Linked DNA regions of Mus musculus: region 1 is linked to region 2. The links are chromatin contacts, called in public promoter capture Hi-C maps. All regions are on one chromosome and are shown on one strand. Each heading gives the region's core, a stretch centred on a gene start, on an enhancer-like site or on the middle of the called end of the contact. The rest is flanking DNA. Distances are from core to core; before and after follow the strand shown. Region 1 has its middle 39 kb from the start of Itm2c. Region 2 holds the start of Htr2b (5-hydroxytryptamine (serotonin) receptor 2B).

Region 1 (5,238 bases), core at 270-2,769, 260 kb before region 2:
ATCAGTTTTCTTCTACTAAAGCTTACTTCTAGTTATCCCATGTACCTCCCTCCACGAAGCACTTAGGAGGCCAAGACTGTCTTGCTAAGGCCTGGAAGCTCCGGGCCTCCAGGAATCTGTCTCCCTGCACTCAACACTACCCTGAGGGCCAGTGACTGCACAAAGATGGAACTGTTGTGGCACCATCCCCTACAAGGACCTCAGAAACCCATGTCTGATTCCCTGTATTTGTGTCCCTGGAGAGCGCTCTCGCTCTCTCTTTCTCTCTCTCTCCCCCTCCCTCCCTCCCTCCCTTTCTCTCTCTCTCCCTTACACACACACACCAGGTTCCTGGATAAGAGATTACATCCTCTGCAGTTACCTGCAACTCAAGTACCTTGTAGGTGTCTATGGACATAATCTGCATTTGCACACAGGTGACAGGTTTTGTAATTTTAGCTGATCAAAATTAAAACTTCCCAGGCAATAACTTAACCACCTGCAACTCTGTGGTCCCTGGAATGTGTCTCAGTGACACTCTGTTGGGTGGAAATGGGGATAGATACATTTTGCAGTAGGTGGAGTTAGGTGGAGTTTCCTTTCTGTTGAGATGCAGATGTGAACAGTGGCCTCAGTGACTAGCAGGCCATTGGAAACTCCCAGGAGCCACTGGGGTCCTGGCCCTCTTGGAGTTTCTACCAGTGGGTAGAGCTGGATGCCAATCTGTAACTTGGACTCAGGACCATCAGTGTGCCTTGTACACTGCCTATATATGATGGCCACGGGGCCCTTCTCAGGACCCAGCAACTTCTCTGATGATGAATGACAACTGGCTCGTAGGAAAAGAAAAACTGCTTCTCAATCTGTCTGAAGTGTGTTCATCTGCCTTCTGGACTCTGAAGCAGGTCTGAGCCCCAACATCCACCATAATACCCAGCTTTGATCCTCACTGACCCAAGTGTTTCCCAAGACCTGGTCCCAAACATGATATTGCCTCATTGGAAGCTGTGTCCCAAGACTGTCCCAAACAGCCTGCCTAGCACCCCATCCCTGTAGCAACCCAGCCTCTAGGTGGCTGCACTGAGCTGCTTTTATGCTTTAAGCCCACTGGAGGGCAGTGTAGTTCCTTGGTTTAGTGCTGCAGATTTATCTGGGCATTGAAAAGACCTAGGAGTCCAGTTTTTGGGGGGGTTTTGTTTGTTTGATTTATTTATTTATTTATTTATTTTGGTTCTGGTGGGTTTTTTTGGTTTTGTTTTTTTTTTTTTTTGTATTATTTATTTAGGTTCTGGTGTTGGGCAGCCTGGAGATTGTTGGAGGGACTTCACTTTCAAACAAGCTGGAGTAGTTAGGTAGGGATAGAAACAGATGTGGGGAGCAGAGGAAGCCCTGGGTGAATGTGGTGTTGACATGAGTATGCCAGTGGTGTTTCTGCCTTCTGCACCAAGCAGGCAGACATTGTTCTTTGTGGTTCTGAGAGGCAAGCTCTGAAAGCCCCCCTTCATTCTCCAAGCCTTGGCCTGTTGGAAGCAGCACAGAGGGATCCAACATCTAACATTCTTTGTGGGCTACAGAACCTGTGGACACGCTCTACTGCTGGCTGAGGACAAGGCAGCATCTGAGACTTAATGTGTTCTCTTACTGAATGTCCCATGGCACCCACACTGAGATGTTAGCCTGGGATGGGTCCCCACAGACCAGGACCTGCTTGTTATGGATACCCCGTATGCCCTGCCTGCACCTCTAGAAGACCAGAGCCAAATCTCTGGGGTCAGGGAGAACATTCCAGGCATTGAAAGTTAGGAGGCTTATAATACACAGCATCTGAATGACAGCCCCCAGAGTCTCTGGGATCCTCGGAGGGCAGGAGGCACTGTAAGTGTGAGTGGGCTATCTGGGTGGCATTTTGCTCCTCATGGACTGTACGGACACAAGGGTGTCTACAGAGCACGTCTAGCGCACACCCTGTATTCTCCATGGAAGATGTGGAATTTTGACCCTTGACTTGTGGTTGGGAAGAACCAGGTGTTAAGGATTATCTCACTGAAAGGATCTGTCCGTTTCAATCTGGCTGTGGTTTTGACAACAGTAGAAGCAAAATGTCAAGTTCACCTGGAAGCAAACATAAAGGGCCAGGACAGAGCAGGGTTTCCAGTTCTCCCCAGCATGCCCTGCTTCATTTCTGCTCCCCCTGCTGGCCTTGCTGCATCTCTGTTCAAGATGGGGAGAAGAGTAAAAGCCAATTCTTAGGCTTTCTAGGGGGCCTGAGGAAAGTGCCCAGCACACAGTAGGTCATCAACACATGATGACTTGGGAAGCCCAGTGGAAAGGGATCCTATGTTCAGAATACGGGATCTGAGCAGCTCTGGCCTCAGTCTCTTCCAAGCAAGTTTAAGTCTCTGGTCTTGTGCTAATGAGAAGAATACAAGCAACATATGTCTTTCCACCCCATAAGAGTGGAGGCAAGGAGAACCTAAGAAATCCCCAAGGTGGCAGAGGACTTTACCTGAATGCCTTGCCTGGTAAGGGAATGAATGCTTCATGCAAACATTGAGAGATTGAGGGAGATGAGGGATAATCAGCAGGGCTCTGGGAAGCAGAGTTGGTTTCAGTGATAGAGCAGTGCTTCTCAACCTATGGGTCTCGACCCCATGGGGTCACATATCAGATATCCCACATATCCGATATTTACATTGCAATTCATAACTGTAGCAAAATAGCTGTATAGTTATGAAGTAGCAAAAAACAATTTGATGGTTGGAGGGGGTCACTACAACCTGAGTAACTATTTAGAGGGTCGCAGCATTAGGAAGGTGGTTGAGAAGCATTGAGTTAGAACCTGGAAGATCCCTGAATATAACAATAGGCCACTTGGCCCACAAACAGCTTCCTCCACATTTTGCCAGGAAAGCAGTGGTTGGGCAGTAGAAGGAACTGCAGATCCTGACCACTCTTGGCTGTTCTATTTTCTTTTTGTACAGGTCTTGCTATGTCATCCTGGCTGGCCTCAAATTTATTAATCCTCTAGCCCCCATCTCCCAACTGCTGGGATTACAAGTGTATGCTACCATGCCCAGTTTAGAATCTAGAGCATTCCTGAGGTGTGGAGATACTATGACCCTGCCAGAATCTGACACAAAAGTGAACCAAGAAGAGGGAAAGTAGGAACTGGTCAGCTCCAGGTTGGAGTCTAATACAAGGCTGGGTGTTCTGCAGACTCCCGGCCCGGGGCACCGCCAAGTTACAGCTGCCCCCTGCACCTCAGTCAAGATCACCTAATTATAATCTGAAGGTCAGTTTACAGTAACCCAACACCTTTGTCCAGCACATCCAAGACACTCAATGAACTCATAAGATCAGTGCAGAGGTCCTCAGAAAAGAACTCTACTTTGACAAAGCTACAAAGCTTTGAAACAAGAGCTACTCACCGAGCCAGAGCATTGATACCTGCTGCCTGCAGTTCCAACACTCAGGAGGATGGAGATGTCCAGCCCTGACTACTAAACTAAATAGTGAAACATTGTCTCAAAACAAAACAAAACAAAATCAGAATCAAACAACAAAACCTTTCAGGGCTACAATGATACAATTATTTCTCTCATTTAGAGGGATAAAAACCAGAGGAGGGTAAAGAAAGAAATAGTCTAGAGGAGAGAGAGAGAGAGAGAGAGAGAGAGATGTGTGTGTGTGTGTGTGTGTGTGTGTGTGTGTGTGTGTGTGTGAGAGAGAGAGAGAGAAAATCAACCAGGAATTCTATCTCTAGGAACCCTAGGTGATGTGGCTTAGCCAGTAACATCACTCAGTGCCCTGAGTTTGATCCCTGGTACCCACACAGTGGAAATATGACCGATGGCACAAGGGTACATGGAAATGAGTAAACACAACTGAAAAAGATGTCAGAGTAATATCTAATAAAGCTGACCTTCAAAAGTGATGGTGAAATGAAGGCATTTCCAAAAACACACAGACTGGGAGACTTACTGCTCACCGACCTCTCTCAGAGGAAGTCAATACTAGAGAAAGTTCTTTAGGCTGAAGATAAGCTGGTGCTAATTAAATCTACAGCAAGAAGTGTTCCAGATAAGGTGAATACGTAGGTTTTCAAAACAGATAAATATGCTTTTTCCTCTGACTTCCAAAAGACAAGTTTATATAAGACAAGTGCAGTGCTGTAGTGTTTTGCTAGTTTTGTAAGTAGGTTTGCTGTCTATGATGTAATGGCACACAGGAAAGAGGGGCAGAGCTGGCTTATGGCGGAGCAAAGGTTCACATTTTACCCCAGTGGAGTTAGCATCAAACATCAGTAAAGCCTGGTAAAACGCATACTGATACCTAGAGCAGCCACTTTTTAAAGGGCTGTTTAAAAAATTCAACAAGAGTTAAAATGATACCAAAAACATTTTTTGAGAACAGTAGTCAGATGCTTCTAATGAGAAAGGGGTTGGAAGAGAGATAGGAGCTACTGTACAGGCTCTGAACAGCTAATGTTGGTGACAATATTAAAGTCTACTCCAGCTGAAAGGCTTCTCCTATCTGACCAGTGAAAAAACACCAGCCAGATCTGGTAATGACGTTCTGTCTACGAGAGTCATTCCTCGGATTCAAAGACACAGATAAAGCCACGTGTGATAAAGGAGTTTGGGGCCAGCCTAGGCTACATAATCAGTTTCAGGCCTAATAGAATAGGACATTATCTCAAACAAATGTATAATATTAAATAAAGAAAAATTCACAAATAGTTGGAAATGAAGGGCTGAGGAAAGAAAATATGGAAAGAGTAAAACATGACCCCATTGTGGCCTTCGAGAAGGAAGTAACTAACATGTCTGGAAAGAGGGGCTCTCAACTGGGGAATTGCCTCCCTCGGGTTGACCTATGACTATTTCGGGGGGGGTGCATTTTCTTAATTCCTAATTGATGTGTGTGCGGGGGGGGGCAGATTCTAAGGAATCTTCTCAAGAAAATGAAAGTGTCATGTGCCAAGTGTCTGCAGCTGCAGTCTTTAGCACCACAGCCTTGAAGTAATCCAAGCATCCAACAGCTCTGGACTCCTGAACTAAGTGTGCCTGGTCCCTATAGGGAACACTGAGTCACTGATGCCTGCTGCCACATGGAGGGGCTGGAAGAACATTGTGCTAAGGAGGAGTCTTGGCACCAGAGACTGTATCTCAGCCACCGTTGATGTGACATAGCCTGTGTTTGGTGGAAAGTAGATCAGCAATGATTTCATCCCAAGGACAGGACCAGGAATGAGCTGCA
Region 2 (5,324 bases), core at 2,294-4,793:
ATGTGTTCATTTAGAAAATCTTATTGTCTATCTTCTGGGAAAGGCTATACAGAGATCTTACTGTTTGAAATCAGGTCCCCCATATACTGTACCCAGCTTCCAACTTATGAACATTCATTTAATGTTTCCCAGGGGTGCATGAATCCACATGCACTGTCTCACAGACTATGTCTCAAATGAGTTCATACTGTGACATTTTCAGTGATGAATATGTTCTGGGTTGCTCCCTTGGCCCCAGTCTAAGAGCTCCTTTGCCCAGCATTATTACCGGTAGCAAAGCTTTATTTTATTAGTTGTTAAGTATTTGCAGATTGAGATGCTATTAAAATAGGTTATAATTTAAGACCTAAGTGTGCAGGTGATAGATATATTTTATGTTAGAATGTTTGTTTTTCTGCTTTTTATTATTAATATCTTAAGCAACAATTTTTATATATAAGCATTTTTTTCTCACTTCATGGGAAGCCCACTATTTGGAACCTTGTGAAGTGTTTGTTTGTCAGCTAACTTGAACACTTTAAAACTTTCCTCTGCTAAGATTCCTTCACCTAAGCCAGTTATTTACATACCTAGCTCAGAATTTTGCATTAAGCAGATGTTTGGTGTTTACAAACTGAACTTTCAAATTAAAGTGCACTTCTGTAAAATTTATACTATTCTTTATTCAATATTTTTAATCCTCTGTTAGCAAAACAAAGATAAAGCATTTTAGCATTTTCTGTATGCCCGCAAAGCATCAGAGTGTGGCTTTATGCTTTAAGCTGTAGTTAGGGCCCTAGAGTTGAGAGTTGGAATCTGTGTCAACCTACATCATCCTTACTCTGCTCCTGCTAGCTTCAGGCTGTTTTTAGAGTCTCATTTCTTACTCTTTATGGTACACATGTACCATTAGGCTATTCAGAAGGTTACAGAATTACTGAAGGCAAGGAAGAGAAAAACAATGCCACTGACTAAAGAGTCCACTAAGGCAGTGGAAGCTTGTGTGTTGTTGCTTATCCTGTCTTAGTTTGCTTTAAAGCTGGGTGAGCAAGCGATGCTTAAAATAAAGTTTTAACCCCTCACCATATTGCTACATATGAAGACACAGTGCTTCATTTCAGATAGCTCTGTGTTGTTTCTTATAAAAATAATTGGAATAGCAGTTTTCCTTCACTTTTAAATTTAATAAGCTTGTATGTTCTGGATTAGTGCACTTTATTTCTATAACTTGTATGTTTATTCTTGATATAGGTGCAGTTCTTAGAAGCCTGGTCATCTATAGTTTTAAGTTATTTATTAGTAGCATACCAGTTTATCCCAAGCATTGACTGATGAAATGTTCTTATAATGCTGACTTTGAAGCAGGAGCCTTTCAACAGACTCATTTGTGTTCTTCACATAGCTGGAGATAATGTAACACAGCAGAAACTCTATGCCTACTTTAATATCTTTTTTTATTATAACAATCTGAAAGTCAAACTATATTTTTATTATCACAGTAACTCAGGGTCTGTTCCATTTCTTTTATTAACTTACAAGTTTTTTGGGAACACAGATGGTCAGATACCATAAAAACTTTAAATAAATGGAACCTCTCTTGAGATACTTTGAGGAAGATCATTTCCTTTTGTAACTAAACATCTTCTCTAGCATGTGTAGACACCATGTCATAGCTTAGTACTCAGGTTAGAAAGAGCTAGGAGAGGAATTTTTTGAACAATGCCTAACTTTAATTGGGACTCGCTGATTTAATGATTCTATTATTAAAGTCCCACAATTGTCCTAGTTATCGATCACTTTGTTAAAGGGAAAGGATGAATAATTTTTTGAAAAATGTACTTTTTTTACTTACTAAAATTTTTAGGTAACAAATGCAGAATCTACAAATATTGCCAACTTAATGACTTTATAAAGATGGCTGAGGAAGGGTAAACATGCTCCTAAGAAATTATTTGTATGTCCTTTCACAGTAACTACAAATCATGAAAAATGAAGGAATGTTCCCTTCTGTGTTTTTAATCCAGGTCCTTCTTTTATTTCAAACAAAATAAAGGTCAGTGAGTGTCCATTTCACTACGTTAGTAGTGTTCAGTGGCAGGAACAAGGGGAAATACTCACCAAACATGATTGTCAAGAGGGCAATCGGCATCACAAACAATCCAACCAGCAAATCTGCTATCGCCAAGGACATTAAAAAGTAGTTGGTAGCGTACTGCAGCCTTTTCTCCAGTGCAACAGCCAGAATCACAAGGATGTTCCCACCAATGGTGGGTATTATCACCGCGAGTATCAGGAGAGCTGCCCAGTGCACTGTATGCCCCTGTCCCTCCACAGTCTGCTTCATTTCCTCTGCTACTGAGTCTGTCTCTAATCCAGAACGGTTAGTCAGGATCAGGTGATCACATGTCTTCTGTAAAATGTGCTCAGAAGTTGTGCTTTGTTCAGACATTTTATAAGATGAAGCCATTCGCCTTTTGGTGACTCAGTCCAGTTCCAGACAGTGGTCAGCATGGTCAGTAGCTAAGCAAGTCATCTGCTTTAGCAAAGCATTTAGCAAACCTACCAGACACTCACAGCCAAGGTGACTTCTTCCTTCTAAAAAGATTCAGGCTCTCGAAGATGGGACTGTGTACACGTCTGTCCGTGTTTGCAGGTAAGACATCCACATTTTAGATTTTCTAGAGGCTTAGATTCCAGAAGACTTGATGAAAGACACCAATAGATGTGGATGAAAAATGTTAGTTTATCATTTCTTTTTTTCTATAATTTTAAGACATGAATTTATCAGAGTTTCCTTCTAGATACAGAGGTAGTTATTTCTAAAAAGCAGTAAAAAAACACTAGAGCTTCCCCCTCCCGTTTTGATAGGACGGTATGTATTGTGACAGTGCAGCCAGTGCCCCCAGAGTTGATAATAGAGACGATAGCGCATTACGTGGTATCTGGCCCTTGGATACCTTGTCCCTTAACTTTAGAAAGCATTCAGAATAGTGGCCCACCAGTAAGAGGCAAGCCCACCTATGAGTAAAGAATTTACCAGCTAAGAACCTGAATGAGTGTTGATTTAAAAGCTTGTTTGTAACTCATTTTATAATTCTTAAAATAATTTCTTAAGTTGGAGAGAAAGTAGTACAAAGTATCACTAGCCAAATACTTGCTTTTAGTAGTAATCACTTCTTTCCACAAGATTTTAAATGTAATCAAATCAGTCTGCCAACTTTGAACCAGTTCTTTTTAAGTTCTTAAGTCTTCTTTACTTTCCCAGTTCCCTTGAGAAGCACTTTAAGAGGAAGATTATGTTATTTGTTCATTACACTGACAACTCCCATATTAAATTTGCCTTCATATTTATAATTTTTAAACCACTGAATAGATACAAAGGAATGTGGAAGCAGAGCTCCTGAAGATTAAAATGGGAACAACAAAAACCTGCTAGTTGCATATGAATTTGCTAAATACTCACCGCTTGTCTTCTGTGGCTTCCTAAGCCAGCCGTCCTGTGTCTGTTCAGTTGGACTCCCTCTCCTGGCAGATCCTCCCCCACTGACTTGCTCTGAGTCTTAGCGGCTGGTGCTCGTAAGCAGTGTAACAAATGTGTTGTGCAGCTGTCTGCCTGCCAGAGAGGTTGTTTCCTCTTTGATACTGTCATTATTAGAATATAGCTATAGTCATTGTAATTCATAAAACTCCTCGTTAATCGTGTTCCAACCAGTTCATGACCTGATTCAAGTTCTATTCTTATGTGTTCTCTTTGATATTTAGAGGGTAAACTCTAAACTTTAGCATAAGATGATTTTATTTGGAATGAGGCCTAGGCTGTTTTTCCCTTTTGAGAAAAGAAGATAAAATGGAGAGTCTCCTCCATTAGCTGTATAGCAGTTCACACACTTGGGATTTTTACCTGTGAGACAATATTTTCATCCAGCTAATGCCTTTGCTGTGGAGTGCAATAAATTTACTCATGTCACAGCCTTATATAGAAAAGCACAGAAAAAGCTGCATGCTGCTTGTATACATAGATTTTTGGCAGAAACTTTGTCACTGTTCATTTTTAAACAGCATCTGAATTTGGAAGCTGGTTCATTGGCAACTTCTTTTCCAGTGATTTTTAATTGGGAAAAGTGTATAATGTGAAGTAAAAATCTATTTCTGCCCTATTTCTGAAAAATAATGTATAAATCTTACCATGTATGCTCTTGAGATTTTCTCTAAACTATAAACCTGGCTTAACATTAAAGCTACAGCAGGGCAGTGGTGTCACAGCACTTAGGAGGTAGAGGCAGGCAGATCTATCTGAGTTCAAGGACACCCTGTTCTACAGAACCAGTCCTGACACAGCCAGCACTACACAGAGAAACAAAACAAGACAAAAAAAAAGCCTCTAGTATTCTCAGTGTTTCCTTTTTAAAGGGTCTTCACAGGTCTCTCAGAGTTTAATTGCTTCTTTACGTAACTGATGGGATTTGTGTGTTTCTTATTAAGCATATTCATACATATGCATAAGGCATTCCATCATGTTTCACATCCTCTTGACCTCCCTTGTCCTCCTTCTCATCGCTGCCAGCCCTCTTCTACTTTCCTGGGTTGAATCTTTGCATCAGTGTCCCGGCAGGCTGTTTTATTAGCTTATTTACAGACCATGGACACAGTAGCAGTGAGGGTACCACGGAAGAAAATGGCTTTCTCTTCTCCATCAACCATTAGCTCAGGATAATCCTCAAGATCTATTTATTTTCTTTCTTCTTTTTCTTCCTTCTTTTGGGTCATCATTCCTGTTTGATTTCTCATAGTACTTTTGTTGATTGCATTTCCTAAAATTCTTAAATTTTTGTTAACATCTTATTTGGTTTTTGCATGCGTGATGTGGGGAAGGGTGTGTATGGCTCAGCACACTGTGTGGTCAGAAGACAGTTTGCATGTGTGTCCCAATGATTAAACTCAGAAAGTCAGGCTTGGCAACAGGTTTCTTACCTGCTAAGTCATCTCACCAACCCCTATTTCCGATACCTGATTAATTGTTCTACAAGTTTCATAATACTCAGATTCAGTTTCTTTCTACTCATTTATTTTCTATTTCCTATTGAGAGCTAAGGCTGGTGGTTTGCATAAGGTCTGATTGATTTCAAGATGTTGATTGATAATCATGTTGAGATCTCTTGATTCTTTGTAAATTGCAAAACGGTTATACAATTTTTTAAAAGATTTATTCATTATTTTATGTATGTGAGTGTACTGTAGCTGTCTTCAGACACCAGAAGAGAGCATTGGATCCCATTACAGATGGTTGTGAGCTACCATATTGTTGCTAGGAATTGAACTCAGGACCTTTAGAAGAGCAGTCAGTG

The links. Promoter capture Hi-C pulls out the DNA fragments that hold promoters and counts their contacts.
Region 1: a promoter capture Hi-C map of neural stem cells shows a contact between it and region 2. The contact joins the enhancer-like site here to the promoter of Htr2b in region 2. A contact is called at or near these places in 11 of 39 promoter capture datasets (the 3T3-L1 cell line, the C10 cell line, the HPC-7 cell line and 7 more), 1 of 484 Hi-C or Micro-C datasets (embryonic stem cells) and 2 of 9 other capture datasets (adipose tissue and liver).

The regions. Positions count from the first base shown.
Region 1 is chr1:85,852,447-85,857,684 of GRCm38.p6, forward strand. No RefSeq gene overlaps it. Among named protein-coding and RNA genes, the nearest start is that of Itm2c, 39 kb to the right of the region's middle. Within about 2 kb of position 1,520, at least 27 of the 459 cell types and tissues checked have an H3K27ac peak or open chromatin away from gene starts, as enhancers often do. A contact at or near this core is called in neural stem cells, where this site is marked.
Region 2 is chr1:86,108,437-86,113,760 of GRCm38.p6, forward strand. Htr2b (5-hydroxytryptamine (serotonin) receptor 2B) reads right to left here and starts at 3,544. Exons shown (of 4, transcript NM_008311.3): 1 at 3,443-3,544; 2 at 2,098-2,680. The coding sequence starts at 2,446. The region is part of intron 16 of Psmd1 (proteasome (prosome, macropain) 26S subunit, non-ATPase, 1); the gene reads left to right.